Linked DNA regions of Mus musculus: regions 2 and 3 are each linked to region 1. The links are chromatin contacts, called in public HiChIP or PLAC-seq and promoter capture Hi-C maps. All regions are on one chromosome and are shown on one strand. Each heading gives the region's core, a stretch centred on a gene start, on an enhancer-like site or on the middle of the called end of the contact. The rest is flanking DNA. Distances are from core to core; before and after follow the strand shown.

What was found. Promoter capture Hi-C pulls out the DNA fragments that hold promoters and counts their contacts. HiChIP or PLAC-seq counts read pairs in DNA pulled down with a chosen protein or histone mark.
Region 2: a promoter capture Hi-C map of the C10 cell line shows a contact between it and region 1, with 2.2 times the contacts expected there. The contact joins the enhancer-like site here to the promoter of Naa16 in region 1. A contact is called at or near these places in 2 of 39 promoter capture datasets (the C10 cell line and cranial neural crest) and 1 of 9 other capture datasets (pancreatic islet).
Region 3: an H3K4me3 HiChIP or PLAC-seq map of embryonic limb bud shows a contact between it and region 1, with 4 times the contacts expected there. The contact joins the enhancer-like site here to the promoter of Naa16 in region 1. A contact is called at or near these places in 8 of 39 promoter capture datasets (3T3-L1-derived adipocytes, the HPC-7 cell line, cranial neural crest and 5 more), 3 of 484 Hi-C or Micro-C datasets (Th1 cells, cortical neurons and granulocytes), 4 of 115 datasets of contacts at active chromatin or transcription factors (embryonic forebrain, embryonic limb bud, large pre-B cells and 1 more) and 2 of 9 other capture datasets (adipose tissue and pancreatic islet).

What each region holds. Positions count from the first base shown.
Region 1 is chr14:79,389,406-79,392,105 of GRCm38.p6, reverse strand. Naa16 (N(alpha)-acetyltransferase 16, NatA auxiliary subunit) reads left to right here and starts at 1,438. Exons shown (of 20, transcript NM_025832.2): 1 at 1,438-1,544. The coding sequence starts at 1,491.
Region 2 is chr14:79,159,455-79,162,430 of GRCm38.p6, reverse strand. Vwa8 (von Willebrand factor A domain containing 8) reads right to left here. Exons shown (of 45, transcript NM_027906.1): 39 at 2,310-2,466. Among named protein-coding and RNA genes, the nearest start is that of Gm30970, 26 kb to the right of the region's middle. Within about 2 kb of position 1,705, at least 7 of the 459 cell types and tissues checked have an H3K27ac peak or open chromatin away from gene starts, as enhancers often do.
Region 3 is chr14:79,140,511-79,143,342 of GRCm38.p6, reverse strand. The region is part of intron 37 of Vwa8 (von Willebrand factor A domain containing 8); the gene reads right to left. Among named protein-coding and RNA genes, the nearest start is that of Gm30970, 6.7 kb to the right of the region's middle. Within about 2 kb of position 1,547, at least 72 of the 459 cell types and tissues checked have an H3K27ac peak or open chromatin away from gene starts, as enhancers often do. A contact at or near this core is called in Th1 cells, adipose tissue and embryonic limb bud, where this site is marked.

The sequences.
Region 1 (2,700 bases), core at 189-2,688:
ACCTGAAAGCAAACATTGCATCTGTCAATGTGGTGTCTTATGTAGAATTATTACCTATAGTTATCTCTGGCAAGTGATTGACACGGGCAACCCTATCTTGAGTCACCTTCCATGTTAGACAGTGGTGGCGCACGCCTTTGATCCCAGCTTTAGGGAGGCAGAGGTAGGCAGATTTCTGAGTTTGAGGTTAGCCTGGTCTACAGAGTGAGTTCCAGGACAGCGAAGGGTACACAGAGAAACCCTGTCTCTGAAAAACAAAACAAGCAAAAGGGTTCTGGAGAATGAACTTTATAGGATGTGCCATTTCCCGATTCCTGTAGCTTCTTCCGTCCCCTTAAAAAAAAAAAAAAAAAAAAGGCTCTCACTACATAGCCTAGCCTGGCTTTGAACTTGTAATCCTCTTGCCCTTGATTTTCCAGTACTATTACTACAGGCACGTGCAGAAATTAGGATTCAGAATTTATATGTTTATATACATATGTTTACACACACCTTTTAATACTACACCAACATCTGGTATGTGATCCTTCTTGTCACAGATGTCTATCTGTATGTTCTTGCGTGTTGTTAGTATGTTTCATTTTTTTGGAGAAGTCATCCCTGAAACATTCTAGGATTGTATCCTGTTTTTCCCATTATTGGGTAGTCTATGTGGTGAAAGAGGCAGTAGACTCGAGGATCAGTAGATCTGTAAAAATTCTGCAATTATTACTGAAAATGTTGGGTTCCCTCGCGGCTGAGACTTTTTTTTTTTTTTCTCCTTCCTATCCTTTGCCTAAAGGGGCTGTCTCGCCAGTTCCATCATTTCAAGGTCTGATCACTACTTTCATATGCAATGAAAAGATAAGGCTTCTTTTTTTGTTGTTGTTTTTTGTTTTTCGAAACAGGGTTTCTCTGTATAGCCCTGACTGTCCTGGAACTCACTCTGTAGACCAGGCTGGCCTCGAACTCAGAACTAGTGCTGGGATTAAAGGCGATTAAAGGCGTGCGCCACCACCGCCCGGTTTAAGGCTTCTTTTTAAGAGTCCTTTTAAAAACAGCAAGAAAAGGAAGGACAAATGGATTCTAAACCAAGAGTGTTCGTGGTATTAAGCAGGGTTTCCACTGCACAAAAGAATAAAAGTTAACTCGGAAAACAGTTTTACATCATCTAGGACAGAAGCCTAATAACCAGCGTGAGACGAACAGTCCAGAGATTAGGGCGAGTAAATGACTAGGCGCTTAAGACGTGACAGGAGCCACAGCCCTGCACCGACCCGGAGACCTCCCGGGTGAGAAGAGTCTAGTCTTTCTCTTGGCCGCGAGACTGCGCATGCGCACCCCGCGGGGGGGCGGGGCGAGCCCTGGTCGCCATCTTGGCGCGCGCGGGCTTCCCTCCCGGGCCGCCCACTGGAGTGCGCTGTGTTCCGCTTCCCGTGGCATCCCGCCGAGGTAACCCGCGGCCCGGGTCCTGGCTGGTCGCTCGAGCAGGCCTCCCCATCGCCGCCACGATGCCCTGCGTGCAGCTGCCCGCCAAGGAGAGCGCCCTCTTCAAGCGCGTGCTGGTGAGCGGTGGCCCGCCCGACCCCTGCGCGCTTTCTTTCCCACCGAGCCGGGCTCTCCTCCGGCCGCTTCTCCTTCCGTTCCCCCGCGGCGCTCCCTCCCTGACTCTGGAGCTCCCCACTGCGGGAGCTTTCCAGAAAGTTCCCCGGCCGAGTCGCCGGAACCCCGGCGCCGGGCTCAGCGGGTCCCTGCAGTCCTCCCCTCGGAGTAGTCCGAGCTGCTTCGGGTCCAGGCTGGGCCAAGCACCGCTGCTTGCGGGGTACGGGAACATGGAGCCCGCGATCCTCGGGAGCCCATGCCTCTGTGCGGGAGAGTTTGCATGTTTGTGCGGGCCCGGTTTTGGAAGTGATTTGCCAGAAACTTGCTTCTAACTCGTCCTCGTGATGAAAGCTGCGGAGAAGGGCTTTGTGCTTGAGACCCTTTACGTGGCTTTGAAGCCTGAATAAGAATAGTAATAATGATGATTAATAACAAGTTGCCTTGGTCATGTTAGACCCATGCCCAGCTAAACGAGGTTCGGTTTTACGTTTTTAAAGTTTACTTAAGACATGCTCACTCTGTAGCCCTGGCTGGCCTGGATCTCTCTATGCAGACAAAGCTAGCCTAGATTTTAGAGCTGCTTTTTTTTTTTTTGCCTCTCGAGTGCTGGGATTCAAGGCATTTGCCACTGTGCCCAGACAAGAAGTTTTCTCTGGGGAGTGTGCCAGCATATCTGCCACCTTGGCACCTTGACCAGGTTATATCCTTTCAGGGAGGAGAGAGGTGACACGCTTCTTCTCTGTATGTTGCGGGGCTCTTAAAGATTTAGAAAAGAAAATGAGTTAATAGCGGTATGTTCTAAGCTGCCCTTTTAATTTGAGAATGTGCTACTTGCTGGGCAAGCTTTTAGATTTCAGGGTGAATTTGTATTGAGAGCACGTGGCTGAATAGCGTTAGCTGTTGAGTAAGGAAACACTGATCTTAATACTTTGTTGCCATCACCTGACAAAATGTTACACTTAGTACTGGCTCAAGCCAACAGAAGCTTGACATGTAGCATTGAGAATGTTAACAATGATACAAGTGGACTAGGGGACTACTTTTTTTCTTTTTTTTTTTTCTTTTTTTTTCTTTTTCTTTCTTTCTTTTTTTTTTTTTTTTTTTGAGATGGCCATATAT
Region 2 (2,976 bases), core at 456-2,955, 230 kb after region 1:
AAAGCAAACACAAGCTGAGACCTACTGTGTGGAGTTGCTTAGTTATGCAAATGGGGGTGGGTGCAGTCTCACAAACAGACACACACACACACACACACACACACACACGCACACACACACATATACACACACGCACACGCGCACGCACACGCGCACGCGCACACGAACGCCCCACCAGACAGCTTTTCCAAGTGTGCTTGAGCCAGTGCAAGCACTTCCCTGTCCCCACTCCCCTGGTGTCACACATTTCTGGATGTGATCTACAAGTCTTAGGCTTGTGTCTCTCCGATAGACAGCGTCAATTGATCAGTTCTTGAGGTGCAGGGCTAATATCTGTTTTAAATCAATGCTAACTGAATGCTGTGAATGACGTGGGGAGGTCCTTTGTACCAGGGAAGACTTCTAACTAATGGTGAGGACTGCTTAGTCAGTCCATCGTAGGACAGGAACCAACAGGTGAAAGCCGGCTCCTGCACGCACGTGTGTTGCTCATTCTCTGTGTGTGTTTGCCCCACTCCAGGCTCTGTCCTCGTGCAGCTTACAGAGGAGGGGAGAAGCCATCCCTCCCACAAGTGATAAGATGGGAGAGAGTGGTCGGTGTTAGAGACAAGATACAGGATGCTGTGAAAGCATCTGGACCTGACCTCACTGTGCACATGACTCATTCTGAAATCAAGACGAGAATAAAGAATTATTACCATAGAAATGGATGTGTGTATCGGTGGGCTTGTGGAATTTCTGTCTTATTTAGTTGTGGGTAGAGAGACGGTCTGCAAGATTTATGACAAGATGAGATAATATCTTGGATTAGCTCTAAACAATCCAAAGAGGAGAATGGGATGGGGCAGGGTCTGCAGGGTTCATCATGTGCTTCTCTTTACTTACAGCTGGGCTTGAAAAGGTCCAGAAGAAAAAGTTAAAAGATGCACTTTTGGCAGTGCTGAGTAGACACTTGTCCGGTGGGTCGCAAGCCCACTTCTAAGGTAGTGTTTGTTCTTGCTTTGCTGTGCAGTCTTTCCCAGGGTCTCTGTGTGCTTCATCTCTTTCGTCTCACACCCTGCCTGCTTTCTTCCCTTCACTACCTCATAGGCAGGTACATTCAGCTGTCTTAGGATCACAGGTGGCCCTTGGCCCCTCTCCCTGGAGGTTCTTCATAGTGTCCCGATAGGTTTTGTTCTGGTGGCAGTCAGAGAGGAGCAATCTTAGCTTACTCATGGCTAAGTGCCACTGTGAAAGCTTCCTGCCTCTCATGACCGCTCATGTGCTAGGGCACTCTGTATGACCAAGTAAGCAGAATCAGACTGGATAATCACTTGCGAGGGCTGGGGCGTGGCAGTAACAGCCCTTTACTAATTGAAGAGGAGAATGACGCATGCCTAATTTCTATTTTTTTCTCAAAGGAAGTTTTATTTTTCATATGAGATGTTGAGTAATTTTAATTCTAATAAGACTTGTCGTTATGACGTGACTTTCCTCCACGTCTTTTGAGAAATGCATACTTTGATCCCTAAAAAGTTTTCTAGTCTCACAACCTCTGGGGGCGGGGGGAAGGGGACTCCCCATTTCCACGGATGCAGCGTGGCACAGGGAGGGCAGAACAGCTGCCCGAGGCTCCAGGGAAGTCAGTGATGAGGCTGAGGGCAACACAGCCCCGACACCTGAAGTTTACCTGCTGCAGTACCACAGGGGTGAGAGGCTTGCGGGCTTTCCTGAGGGCGTGGCGGCTGGACCTGCATTTTTGTCTCTCTTGTTCTCTGCTGTTTACTTGTAGGATGTGAAAGCACGGCATGTGAGAACATTCCAGATGTTCTACGTGGGAGGAATTTCATAACTCACATACTCTTCACCATGTTTTTGTCGGGCTGCCCCAGCTCCTTCCACTGAGCACAGAAATGGAAATCTGCTCTCTGTCCCTCCTCAGTGTGAAAGGGTGCTCCCTGCTGCTTTGAGATTTTTCACTTTTTGCTGAAGGGCACGTGTGAACTTCTAGTAAAATACCCTGTGGAGTCTTCCTTTCTAGTGGGGGGCCAATCAGTAGCCCAAGGCAGCCATGGCATATGCGTCTGAAACCTGAAGGCGCACTTGACTTGAATTTCTAGGCTCTTTTCTTATCTCCAAACCCTAAATGAGGACAGGCCTGTTAGCCCAGAGATCTTTGCCTTTCTTAGTATCATCCTAGGACATAGTCCTTGTGACTCTAGCTTTGAGTGAGTGTGTATGTGAGTGTGAGTGTGTGTGTGTGTGTGTGTGTGTGTGTGTGTGTGTATACTACTCACCTGCACTGTTCTAGATGCACAAGGCACACTCACCTCTGCTGAAATGCTTTCTGGGCCATCTCTCTTGCAGCTCTCTTGACATCCTCAGGAACTGCATCTTTCTCCACCTCAGAGACTTGATACACTGGGTGGCCTGCATCCAAGCGATAAGGACCTCCTTTGCCACCAAGACCTGCGGTGTCTCTTCCCCCTGGAAAGAAATCAAGGGGACACAGTTGTTATGTCTAGAACCTGGCCACAAACCAAAAGTCAGATCATGGCTCTAAGACAGTCCTGTGAGAATATTAACTGAATGGTGGTTAAAGCCTCACACCACCTTTGCCCAAACTCTAAGATGCCCCTGCGTAGGATAACTTTTTTTTTTATTTCATCCATCCTGATCTGCATATACGTTAAGGTTCCGTCCACACTCAACCTGAACAATTCACCGGATGTCTCTGCTTTGTAGGGAGGGGGTCGGTGATTTTGTGCACTGTCTGCAGCCCGGTAAGTTTTCCTTAACGGTATGATGGCTAGATGTCCTTGTTCTTCTGCCCTAGATGAGTGGCCCTGTGACAGCGACTGTAAGTATTACATAGCCACTGGTTAAAAGGGGCAACTCTCCTTCTAGTTATCCACTTTCCCTAAAATACCAACATATAGATAAAATGTCTATTGTTATGAAAATGATTCACAGAGAGACTGAATGACATCTCTGTGG
Region 3 (2,832 bases), core at 298-2,797, 250 kb after region 1:
AGTTCTCCTGACAGACAAGATGACAAAGTGACCAGCGAGTAGCTCAGACTCATGTCCCGGTGGGGGAAGGAGCACAGGACAGTGCAGACACTCATGATGCTACCCAGGGCAGAGCAAAAACTTAAAATGTATGAAGCCTTTATACCTAGAATCTTCTCTTAGCTGTTTCTGGATCACAGAACGCTCCAGGAAATGAAGCTGAAAGGAAATAAAACTGTAATTCATGTAATGTATGTTAAATAGCCCAAAGAGTTGTTTCTGAGCTTTGAAACCTGGGGCTGAGAACATAGCAGAACAGACCAGGACATGCCCGGGCAAGCCCATCGCCTCCCTAGCTCCCACCCCTCTGACCTAAGTTAAATGTTACAGGCTGCTGATGTTTAAATGGACCAATCATGTGAAACCGCGCCAATTCCTCCCCCAGCCCCACTCCTTTTCTATAAAAACCCCTAGCTTCCAAGCCTCGTGGTCGAATCCACTGTCTCCTGTTATGTGAGATACGTTTCGACCCGGAGCTCCGCCATTAAAAAACCTCTTGTTGTTACATCAAGGTGTTGTGTTCTATTCGTGATTCTTGGGTGCACGCAGAATCGGGAGCTGAGTGGGGGTTTCCCCACTGAGTTCTTTCAAAGCCATGGTTAGGAACTGAGACCATCCCTACAACTTATGTACTGGCTATGAGTCCGACATAGAACCTTAAGGATGTGCAGCCCAACGAGACCTGGTTCTGTGGAGTTTCTGCCAGGAGCAGGAGGGACCTGCACTCAGTAACTAGAACAGACAGTGGGGAAGAGTGCCAGGCCAGGGCCAGCAGGATATACAGCAGGAGGTGGAGCCAAATGGCAAGAGGTCAGGCCTAGAAGAGGCGCTAGAGAAGGCTATTTTGAATGAAGAGAGCCAGAAAGAGTGGGCAGACAATGAGTTGAAGAGGGGCTTGCAGCTGACTGTGTACATGAGAGTCCTTTGCCTGGGTTCATACAGACCCGCTGTAGCAACCAAACCTGCACACTAGAAACTCAGAGAGGTTCACCAAGAGGCGATGCCGCATCCTAACATTCACCCACAGAGCCAAACAACTCTACCCAGTCCTCGGATACAAATACCATTTGTGTAATTTAGCTACAGTTACTTCAAAGTCGCCAAAAAGTATCTACACACTAGCAGCCTTAGCAACCAGGCGGCCCCAAGTTCAGTACTGTTTTGCTACTCACAAGATTTAAACTCTCGGAGCCTATTATTTTTCAATCTCACCCCTTAGCCATTGCACAACATGTTAAAAAAAATGTCATTTTCAGATTGAAACTCTTTTCTATCTACGTGAGGGTGACTCATTACCATCCAAATATGAGATACATTAACAATATGAATAAGACAGGAAAGAGAGAACTCATTTGAGTTTTCCTTTAAGTGCTCATTTTGTAAATTCCCACAATTGCTATGACTTATTATATTTATGCATGTATTTTCTAACAGCCTGAAACCATGAAGATGAGTAAGCTACCTTGAAAGAGTAGAGGAGCGTGGCCCAGGGGGAAGTGTGGCAGGAAGGAGCCCAGAAAGAAGTGGACAAGACAGGCAGAGGAGAGGTGGGCGGTAGAGAGCTCAGAGTGTGGGATTGGGTGCAGCACAGGGCCAGAAGAAGAGAAACTCAAGCCCACTGAATCCAGCTCACGGAGGCTGGGATAAAGTCATCAGGGGAGGCAAGAGGATGGAGGTCTGGAAGTAGAACCAAGGCAGGCAGATCAGGACTTAGTTTTTAATAAGGCCAGGACATCGGATGCCCTGGAACTGGACTTACAGATGGTTGTGAGCTGCCATGCGGGTGCTGGGAGCTGAGCTTCTGCACGATCAGCCAGTGTTCTTCTTCATCACGGAGCCATCTCTCCATCCTCATTAGTAAGCATTCTTAGCCAGCCTCGTAGATAATGATTTTAAGAGGTTTTGAAGGAACAGGCAAGGAACTATGTCGTGTGTGTGTGTGTGTGTGTGTGTGTGTGTGTGTGTGTGTGTGTGGTGGGGCTTTGGGTCTCAGAGACATGCAGACATTATAGAACTCCTCAGAGAGACTGGGCTTAAAAGACATTTTCAATCTCAAAAGAATTTCCGACAATCTCCGTATGTTCCTTTGACTGGAGGGTTTGTAGCCCATGGCTGTCTGTTTAGAGGTAAAGATAGCTTGCTGGCTGTGAGAGGGATCAGGTGAGGTCAGAGCAGCAAAGTCTGCATTCTGGATGAATTCCAAGTATGTGGATTGGAGAAGAGCCACCATGTGACTGGCCTTCCAAAAGTGAGCCTGGCTTCCATACAGCACCTGCTTTTGCTTCTCAGCAGTCTCCCAGCAGGCTGTCCCCACTGCCTGTGACAAGAGTCCCATCCATCCAGGGTGCTTTATCCATGGCAAACCTGTCCCTGCTGGTGTGTGTGTGCAGGGTTGAAACCATGCCCACGACCCACAGGTGAGGTATACATTGTTGTAACTTTCCACGGAACACAACCTTTGGGATGGTTGTTTAAAGGACGGAGGCTTTCCAGACCCTGAGGAAGGCTGGCCTATGGTGAGGTATCTCCTTGAGAACAAAGACTCTCAGATCCTGACCAATGGGTGGGTCATCTCTGGAGTGCTGTGCTCTTTGTGTGGACTGTGTGCACAGCCATTCTGTTTTAGGGAGCCCAGTGGGGAAAATTCAAGGAAAGGAAAGGACACCCCTCCCATGCGCCTATTCTTCTTAGACAACAAAAGACAGATAATTATCTAACGCGTTTCTCAACATGAACAAAACAGAGAAGTGACCTTTCTGTCTGTGCCTGTTGACGGCAGTGACCCCAGCCGCA